Regions from separate parts of the Mus musculus genome. Here region 1 is linked to region 2. A link is a contact called in public promoter capture Hi-C data. All regions are on one chromosome and are shown on one strand. The core of a region is the stretch at or near the end of the contact, and the rest is flanking DNA. Distances in the headings are between cores, read along the strand shown.

What was found. Promoter capture Hi-C pulls out the DNA fragments that hold promoters and counts their contacts.
Region 1: a promoter capture Hi-C map of macrophages shows a contact between it and region 2, with 6 read pairs. The contact joins the enhancer-like site here to the promoter of Tnfsf14 in region 2. A contact is called at or near these places in 2 of 39 promoter capture datasets (liver and macrophages), 1 of 15 datasets of contacts at CTCF or cohesin (CD8 T cells), 1 of 484 Hi-C or Micro-C datasets (nephron progenitors), 4 of 115 datasets of contacts at active chromatin or transcription factors (CD8 T cells, the HPC-7 cell line, bone marrow-derived macrophages and 1 more) and 2 of 9 other capture datasets (adipose tissue and liver).

What each region holds. Positions count from the first base shown.
Region 1 is chr17:57,289,087-57,293,999 of GRCm38.p6, reverse strand. The region is part of intron 1 of Vav1 (vav 1 oncogene); the gene reads right to left. Among named protein-coding and RNA genes, the nearest start is that of Vav1, 12 kb to the right of the region's middle. Within about 2 kb of position 3,514, at least 133 of the 459 cell types and tissues checked have an H3K27ac peak or open chromatin away from gene starts, as enhancers often do. A contact at or near this core is called in CD8 T cells, the HPC-7 cell line, adipose tissue and 4 more, where this site is marked.
Region 2 is chr17:57,192,690-57,197,931 of GRCm38.p6, reverse strand. Tnfsf14 (tumor necrosis factor (ligand) superfamily, member 14) reads left to right here and starts at 3,751. Exons shown (of 4, transcript NM_019418.3): 1 at 3,751-4,075; 2 at 4,993-5,029. The coding sequence starts at 3,863.

The DNA of each region.
Region 1 (4,913 bases), core at 2,265-4,764, 96 kb before region 2:
GCTGCCTTGACCCACAGCTGTGGTCAATTCATGACTATGTCATGTCCAGAAGACAAGCCATTCCCAGCATCCCTCCTGGTGTTCTTTCTGCCTCCTCTTCTGAGACATCCTTTGAGCCTTGGAGTGGGGAAAGATGTATTTCAACCATTCCAAGACTGAACTATAAACTCAATGCAATTTATACTATAACCATTTTTTGAAAATTATTGGACTTGTCGTGTGATTTATTAAAATTGGATAGCAAGTCATAGAAGTATAAAAACTAAGCAAGATGTTCTGACAATAAAAAAAAAATCATGTGGGACTGCTGGCCTTGCAAGATATTAAAAATTATCAGAAATCTTGTGTTTGTATGTATGTGCAGGTATGCTGTGTGTGCGAGCTGAGACCAATTTGACATTGAATGTCTTCCCCAATCACTCTCCAGTTTATTTACTGAAGCAGAGTCTCTCAGTGAGCCACAACTCCCTAATTAGCTAGGCTGTCTGGCTAACTCCCCTTCCAGTGCTGGGAATTGCAGGTATATTTCCACCTTTTATGTGGGTGCTGGGGATCCAAACCCAGGTCCTCAGGTCAGCATTTGACCAACTGTGACATCTCTTCTGTCCCGGAGAATTGTCATCATAAATCTACAGCTATTCCAACAGTGCGATAATGGCCGCCAGCCCCTACGCTGGCCATCATGGGGCCCAGCTCCCAGTGTCTGTGAAGAAAATGCAGTAGCCTCTCTTGTAGCCCCTCCCATGCTGAGGCAGCTCGCTGCACATGACTGAGTATTGGTGGAAGTATTGATAACTGGGCGCTGCGGCCTTGCTCGTTCTCTTTGACTTCTCGCATCACTTAACCACAGCCATGTGGTAAGGCTGCCCAATCAGTGCTGTGGAGAAGATCTGAGGTTCTGCATGGCTGAACCACCTTGAGAAGTGGATCTTCAAATGACTTACCCAATGACCATCAAGTGCCTCATCTAACATTTGGCTGTGACCTCAAGGGTGAACTGTCCCGCTAAGCCACTTCAGAATTATTGAGCCAAAGAGCTTTATGAGAATCATACTTACCAAGCTATAGAATTATTTGTTACACACTGATAAGCAGGTAAGCGGAGATAATACAAATACAGGAAGAGCTTGTCTACAGTATCTGGTAATGCAGTGATAGAGCCATTCAAAGAGCTTGACCTGGTGTGAGCCCTCAGTATCTGGAAATTATTGTCATCACAGTCATGATCACCATCATCATCATCATCACCGTCACCACTACCATCACTGTCACCATCAATACCATCATCACCATTATCACCATTATCACCCTCTCCATTCCCATCAATCACACGCATCACCATGATGTGCACAGTTCTCCATCAACCTACATGTTCCAGTGTCTAAGTCTCTACTAATAAATGCATGGTATTGATCATACCATGTCATAACTGTCTGAAGTGACAATGGGACCTCAGTGAATTCACCAGTCACATGAGAGGAGCCTCTAGGGACTCCCCTGTCTCCGAGTCCCATCTCATCACAGGACTGCCTCACTTCCCCTCCTGGCTTTCCACTGGGTTCTAGGAAATGAAGCTCCAGTCTGCACACTAGCCTGCACACTTTCTCCTTCAAACCATCTCTCTACAGTCCTTCTTTCTGTTTGTGAGGCAGATTCTCACACAGCCCAGGATGGCCTCAAGTTCACTGTACAGCCAAGGATAAGGAAGTATTCTTGGTTTGCTGGGCATGACAGGAGTCATTGGATGCTGTGGCTGGTACCCAGGACTCTGTGCACACTGGACACATGTTCTTCCCATTGAGGCACAGCCCCAGATTTAAACTATTTTTTTTCAGCTATCTTGGATTGTCAGCCAAATGGAGCTCTGTCTCCATGTATACAGCCTCAGCACCATCAACTCCCCACAGACAACTGGTCCACTTGTGACAGTCATCAACCCTACATGACACTCCACCATTACCTAAGGCCACAGGTCACTCAAGGGCTCGCTCTTCCATGTGGACAACTATTTAAAGACCTGGGGCTGGGGTGGAGCTCAAGAGAAGTTGTTGTGTTGAAGGAGTGGGGAGTCAAATGAGGACCCACTCCTCCCTGGGGATTTGTAGGCAGCTAACAGCTTCCAGGGAAGGGAGAGGCATTTTCTTCAGTGTTGCAGCCACTGGTACATGACCCCTCACCCTGACTCCTGTCACAAACTCTAATTCAACTCACTGGGTCACACAAAAAAAAAAAAACAACAACAACAACAACACAAAAAAGACAAGGGAGTAGAGCGGCCATGATCAAAATACATATGTACACAGACCAAACTGCCAAAAAAAAAATATGCTCTAATTTCTAAGTTATTGAAGGAGGTCTGAGAGGCAACTCAATTGCTAAAGCAAGGCCCTGGGTTCAATGCTTAAACCCACGAGAATGTTCAGGGGTGCTGGCACTGTCCATCTCACAGAGGAGTCAAGTTTGGTTTCCATCCCATATCACACACACTTGTGAGTCCAACTCAGGAGGATCCAATGCCCTCTTCTGGCCTCCTCAGGCATCTGCACCCATACACACACACACACACACACACACAATATAATAGTAATAATAAACATGCACAAATGCATACAAATACACACACGCACAAGTGAAAGACGAAATGGCTAAACAAAGGACTTCTATCTGACAGGTGGGAAAACTGAGGCTTGTCACAGGGCTGTCACCTGCCAGAGTCACACATGTAAAAGCAGGAGTGTGGAGAAACACACAGAACCCAGCCCCACTCCTGCTCTACCCTAGCTCCTGAACCACATTGAGCCACCACAGCCCCCTCGCCCAGGCCTCACGGGGACATAACAGGGACCAGCATATCACAGAAATTATATACACCATTATATACAGCACTCAGAAGTCCTGTGGGCCATAGACAGGCAGACAGGGCTGGCAGACCAACACCAGAGGTGATGTCTGGCCTTAGGTCTGTGTGGCCTAAGGAAGGAAATCCCCCTCCTAACCTCAGAGAATCAGCTGAGCTTTGAGACTGCCTTCCCTCAAGTCACATGACTCTTCCAAAAGGAGTATGATTCATAACCCCTTCCACCGCTTCAGAGTAGCTAGTTAGAGAGCTGGGCTCCTTCAGAAAGCACGGTGACTGTGGTTAGACCACCAGAAGAACTTCCTGGCACCGTAAGGCATGTGAAAAGATGATGAAGGACAGGAAGCCACTCACTGTAGGAGGCACGTGGAAGGAGAATTCTTCCTTGTTTTATAGGGACAACCCCTCTGCTTCCCTTATCCTCCGGGACGAAAGAAGACCATGGCGCTAGACAAGCAAGAAGGCTTTAGGCAAATCAGGAGCCAGGCACTGTGATCAAGCCGGAAGTTGGCTTTTGGTGCCTCTGCCCAAAATAGAGAGAATTCTGTTCAAGGAAGTAGCAGTAAGGACAGTGGCCTCTCTTGGGGGCTGGGAGAAAGCGGCCCAGACTCAACACAAATTCTGCCTTCTGCGCTTTCCACACCCACAACCCAAACCCAGGAGATGGCCGGAAACAGGAAATGCCTGTTACCAGGCCTGGCTGGGGAAGATAGACAAGGGGTAGAGGCATGGCTCTCTGCCTTCCTTCAGCCCTGTAATCTTTCAGACTCCAGCTAGCTCCCTGAGGCTTCCCAGAGCGGGTGGTCACGCTGCTCATCCTGTCCAGAGCTTTGAATTGAGGAGCTGATGACCCAACTCTTCAGCATGAGTCTAAAGCATTCTGGGAATCAGACTTCCTCTTCTTTCCCTGTCACCTCACACCCCAGTACGCCTTCCACAACTAGGTGTCTGGTGACTCCCAGCTGAAACTGGTAAGCAGGGGGACCTTGGACAGGTCATCCTGCCTTGGGTTCTCCAACCAAAAATCAGAAATGAAATCCCAGTGTGGTGGAATATACCTGTAATCTCCGCGCTCAGGAAGAGGAGGCAGAGCAAAGGATGGCTAAACTCTGAGGTAAGCATGGACTACAGAGTGAGTTCCAGGTTGTCCAGGGAACCACAGTGAGACCCTGTGTCAAAAACAGGGGTGGGAAACAGGGGTGAGGGGAGAAGATAGTGGAAGGGAGAGAAGGCAGAGGGAGGGGGAAAGAGGGTGCTGTGTAGCAATTTCCCTTAAGACGAAACCTTCCACCTTGGAAGGAAGCTCATTAAGACATAGGATGTGCTAAGTGGAGGTGAAGCATTCTAGCCTACAGAAAAGCCCGTGAAGCTCAGGAAACAACAGGAGATATGCAGGAAGTTCCTGAAACAGACCAGATTCTCTAGGCACTGCCCTCCCCAAGCACAAGCTGTAAGGACTACTGGTGACCGCTCTCAAGACAAGCTGAACTGCCCAGAAGAGGTTCAGACAGGACAAGGCACCTAGAAGAGACAACTGTCCACCTTTCAGAGCTGCCTGAAGGCAGCTTTCCTGAGTCGCCCACCATCCATGCCAGGCTTTGGTGATACAGCTGTATTTGAGCCATTTCTGTTCCTGTTAAGTGAGCCCTGACCCACATTCCTATCTGTAACACAGTGACACTCAGTGCTTCATCAAGTTGGACTTTGGCGGGATCCTTGCTTTTCCTGGCTGTTGGCCCTGTCTGAGACGAGTAGACACGTGTTCACATCTCCCCCAGGAGACAAAATGTTATTCATACGATAAAAGATGAGGGAATAGGAAGGGAAGGAGAGGGACAAATGTGGAGGGGTTGGAAGAAGAACAGAGAAAGAGGAGAAAAGGAAAGAAGGAGAGAGGGAGAGAAGGCGAAAGCCAGAAGAACAGAGAGAAGGAGAATCAACCTCTCCACTTTAGAACTGAGCACTAACACAAAGCCTGACCAAAAACCCAGACATTAGTTGACTCCAAAAGCATATATTAAGCATTTACTGTTTACCCAGCCCTGAGACCCAGTAG
Region 2 (5,242 bases), core at 2,502-5,001:
AAAATGACAGAGTGAGCAGAGCACCCGTGTTCTTTGGTTTCTGCTACCTCACTGTGGATTTGACATGACCAACTGCCTCGTGCTACCTCCCCTCTCCCCACTTTGACTTCTCCACTGTGATAGACACTTCTCACTATGAGCCAAGATTTTTCTTCCTCCCAGTCTTAGTTGGGGTTTCTACTGCTGTGCTAAAACACCATGACCAAAAGCAACTTGGAGAGAAGAGGGTTTATTTCAGTTACATTTCCAGGTTATAGTTCATCACTGAATAAAATCAGGACAGGAATTCTAATTGTGCAGGATCCTGGAGGCAGTAGGTGACGCAGAGGCCATGAGGATGCTGCTTGCTAGTTTGCTCCCCATGGCTTGCTTGCTCAGCCTGCTTTCTTATAGAACCCAGGATCATCAGCCCAGGGATGGTGCCATCCACAGTGGACTGGGCCCTTCCGCATCAATCACTAATGGAGAAAATGCCCCACGGGCTTAAATGCATCCTGATCTTATGGAGGCATTTTTTTTTCAACTGAGGCTCCCTCCTCTCAGATGATTTTTGCTCGTGTCAAGTTGACATAAAACTATCCAGCACCCTGTACCCTTTGTCATCTTGACACACAAACACAACACTAGTAAGCCACAACCTTTCCTTTCTTGTCATCTCCAAGATCAAACATTAATATCAACGTCACAACATAAAAACATTTTGTGGGCTAGAGAGATGGCTTGGAGGCTAAGAGCACTGGCTGTTCTTCAAGAAAATGAGCAATTCCCAGCACCCACACGGCAGCTCACAACTGTCTTTAATTCATTTTCCAGGGGATCCAAATCCCTCACACATGCAAGCAAAACACTAATGTACAGAAAATAGAAATAAATAAATTTTTAAACATTTTGCAAACTTAAAAAAAAAAAAAGTCCCACCACTTTACAAATTCAAACAGGTTAAAATTTAGTGTCTTTAAAACTCCAAAGTTTAAAGTTGAAAAACCTTTAAAATCTAAAATATTTTAAAAGCTAGCCTCTCAGCTGTGGGATCCTATAACATTGAAAACAAGCTTAATACTTCCTTATTTCAAGAGGGAAGAACCACGGCACAGTCAACAACCTGAACAAGCAAAACCAAATACCAGCTGTGTAAATAATTCGATTTCCAGTGTCTGGGATTCAAACATGATCTTCTGGGCTCCTCCAAAGGTCCTGAGTGCCTTCTCTGGTGCTGCCCTATGCAGCCCTCACATCTTGTCTTCTAGGCTGGGGCTGGCTCCACCCCAAGGCTGCTGCTGCTGCTGCTGCTGCTGGTGATCATCCCAAGACACCAGCATCTTCAAAATACTGTGGTCTTCTGCTGCCACGGAGGCTGCACTTTCACCAACAGCCTCTCCTGGTCCCACACAGTGCCATGCCTCAGCTTCTCTCCATGGCCTCCTTATCCTTCCAAACCCAGCATCATCTGAGGATAACCTTGTTCACCTTAACAGCACAGCTTCTGTGTACTGGTTCTCTCAGGAAACACTCCCCAGATTTCACCTCAGTGATGCAGGTCTCTTCTAAATCACGGCCAGTTCTGCAGAACAAGCTAAGCAGAACTAAGAATCTCATTTCAAATATCAAACATCCCCAATGCTCTCCTTGTTGTTGTTTTTGTTTTAAAATAGAATCCCTTTATAGTTCTTGCTCTCTTGGAACTCACTATGTAGAATAGGCTGGTTTTGATCTCACAGGAGATCCATCTGCCTCTGCCTCCCAAAGGTGTGTACTACCCTACCCAGGAAATCCTGGTGGTCTTTAAGAAACTCTCAAACTTCCCTCTGTAATTTCACAAGGCAGGCCTCCATCATCTGCCGTATTCTCAGCATTTTGAACTTCCAAGCTCCCACAGAACAGCCCACTGAGCTCTGCATGGAACAGTTTCTCCAGTCCAAAGTTGAGAGGCCGTACAATCTTCTCAATACCATAGTCAGGTCTTTCCTATTCCTAACCCACACCTGATTCCAATTTGTGTCTTGGCTAGGATTTCTATTGCTGTCATAAAACAGCATGATCAAAAGCAACCTCAGCTTACACTTTCAGGTCACACCCCATCCACTGAGGGAGGTCAGGACAGGAACCTGGAGACAGGAGCTGATGCAGAGACTATGGAAGAACACTGCTTACTGGCTTGTGTCCTATGACTTGTTCAGCCTGCTTTCTTATAGAACTCAGGAATGCCAGTGCAGGGAAGGCCCAGTCTACAGTGAGCACGGCCTCCCACAAGCCAATCTGTTGGGGGTGTTTTCTCCATTGAAGTTTCCTCTTCCAAAATGAATGTAGCTTGTGTCAAATTGACACTGGCCAGCACAGACCATGAGAGACTAGAGAACGCTTCCAGGCAGATCCTCTATGGAGTATCAGATACTCCGGGCTGCTGAGTAATTTGCACAGTTCCAGGAATGGACCTGAGTTGGGCAACAGCAAAGAGATGAAGAAACGACAAACACAGACATCCAGGAATCCTGGGGTCATGTGATCTGGGCCTTCTGCACACGAGTTCTCTTAGCACGTTATTATATAGAGTCGAGTGGAGAAGTGGGGTTATTGCCTACCACTGAAAAAGGCAACTTATTACATACAGTTAAGCAAGGAGGCAGGGTTTATATGCACAATGGGATGGGGAAGGCAGGTTGAGTTAGTCTCCATAAGAACTGTCCCTGGAAGGGAGCTATGTTCATGCGTCAGCACTCAAGGGGGAGGATGGTGAACACATTCTACACACACTGGCGACATGCACATCCATGCGTGGACCAGAAGAGAAGGCTATGTTTCCCTCTGGGTCTGAGGCTCTGGAGTTGTTGACAAGCTCATGTCAACAGCACACATCCCTTCAGCACCTCACAGACCTGGGCTTCCTCTGAAGGGCTCTGTTGCTGAGGCAGGTGGATGGGTGGGTCCTGCAGGGGGACAGGAGTCTCAGCAGTACTTCCCCTGGAACCCTGGTTAGAGAAGCCATGAATCAGCAGCGTGGCAGAGCACTGGGGTTCTGTGGTCACAGCATTGCCAGCCCTGTGTCAAGACAAACACTACAGCATGGGGGCCATTGACATTGAGAAGGGGCGCTGGTGAGTCTTCTAACTGAACCCCCAAGTCCTCAGTATCTGGGAGGGTGTCTGATGGGGGTAAGGTCCAAGCTGAAGATTTGGGGACAAGGTGGTATCTGAAAATCTACCCCAGCACCGTCTCCAGTGGACACACATATGAACACATCTGAGGTTCATGTGTGCATGTGCTAATAGATGATAGACACTGTAGTGTGTGTGTGTGTGTGTGTCCATATATGGACCTGCACACACATCAGGAAATGCCTGTGTGCTTGTTCCAGCACTTGCAGACACATATCAGAACATCTACACCTGTGTGCACACATCCACGAACCGTGCATCTGTACAAGCACCTGCACCCATATGCACAGACTAAAGCAAACACAGAGGCCTCTGCTTGTCAGCGCGTGCAAATGCAGGTGCGGTGCAAGATGCTTGCATGGAACCCACAGAAGCTCCTCTGAGGGAAACAAAAGCCACCAAGTACATCGGAGCAGGGGCTGCCCCATCCATCCCACCTGAGTCACATTTTCTGGAAAGTGTGAGCTATGGTGGCCTCAGTGAGAGTGATCGACCGGGGGCTGGGCCTTCTGGGGGCACAGGAAGAAGAGGAGGTACGTGAGGAAAGGGGAGGCACCAGACTTCAGCTTTAAAGTGAGTCCTAGGGGTGACAGGAACCTTTTGCAGTTTGCACAGCCCGAGCGTGTTGGGCAATTGTGGTTTCCTCCGGAGAGGAGGAACTCAGGCTTGCCAACCCTTTCCCTGGGCTTCGGAGCCTCAGCTGCTCTGGCATGGAGAGTGTGGTACAGCCTTCAGTGTTTGTGGTGGATGGACAGACGGACATCCCATTCAGGCGGCTGGAACAGAACCACCGGAGACGGCGCTGTGGCACTGTCCAGGTCAGCCTGGCCCTGGTGCTGCTGCTAGGTGCTGGGCTGGCCACTCAGGGCTGGTTTCTCCTGAGACTGCATCAACGTCTTGGAGACATAGTAGCTCATCTGCCAGTAAGTGGGGCTTGGGGAACCAGCGAGTCTTCTCCAGTACCTGTCCCTTTATGGTTGTGTATTGTGTGCTAGAACCCAGGGCTTCGGTTAGCCTGTCTCTCTGACCCTCAGTCTTCTCATCTTTACATGAGGATCTGATACACGTGCAGTGCCCGGCAGTTTCCTTGGGATTCACCTACTCGGTTGTTGTTTCCAGCCCAAACCTTTGTCCACCACTGGCTTCATGGTCACCCTGCTTCACTCGCAGCTCTCTCATGTGCTTGCTCACTGTTCCTTTCAGACAAGCCATGGGTGTGTCACAGTATGCTCCCGAGTCTTTGCCTATATTTTCTTTTTAAGTTTTTTTTTTTAATTACATTTACTTATTTAGTGTGTAGACATGAAAAAGTATGCATGTGCCGCAGCATGTATGTGGAACACCTCTATGGAATCACTTCTCTGTGCCTTCCTTTGTGGAGGGTCCTAGGGACTGAACTCAGGTAGCCAGGCTTGGCAGCAAGCACTTTTACCGCCTGAGCCCTCTCACCGGCCCTCAACTATCCAAAAACCTCGAAAACAGTTCCGAAACAATTCTAGTCTCAAGCATTTCAGACACTCGACTTGACTAGTTAATTCCTCATCCCAGCACTTGGGCAGGGGAGGCAGAAGACTGAGGGAGTTCAAGGTCATCCTAGGCTATTTAGCAAGTCTGAGGCCAGACTGGGCTACATGAGAGCCTATCTTGGAAATACAACAGATCTAATTAGGTGTGTGCCCCTCCCCCTGCATCTGTGTGTATGTATGTGATATGTGCATGTGTGGCTCTGCATACATGTCCATGGGTGGTGTCTGTGGCCATGGCCAGACAGTCTCATCACCACATACCAGTGAGACTCGGAGCGGCATGTCCTTACCAAACATCCCTGTCTGCATTTCAGGATGGAGGCAAAGGCTCCTGGGAGAAGCTGATACAAGGTGAGTTTGGGCCCCAGTCCCTTTGAAGCAGGTGGAATGGTTTCCGCTCAGCACCTCCCCACACCAACTCTGGGTCATCACCCAGTGTCACATTGTAGGCCTCGCAGGTGCCCCTCCCCCAGGGCCAGAGAAGCAGAAATCTGGGTCCAAAAGGGACAGAGCCTGACACAGGTAGCCTCAATTGATGTGTGAGAAACTTCGGGTACACACACA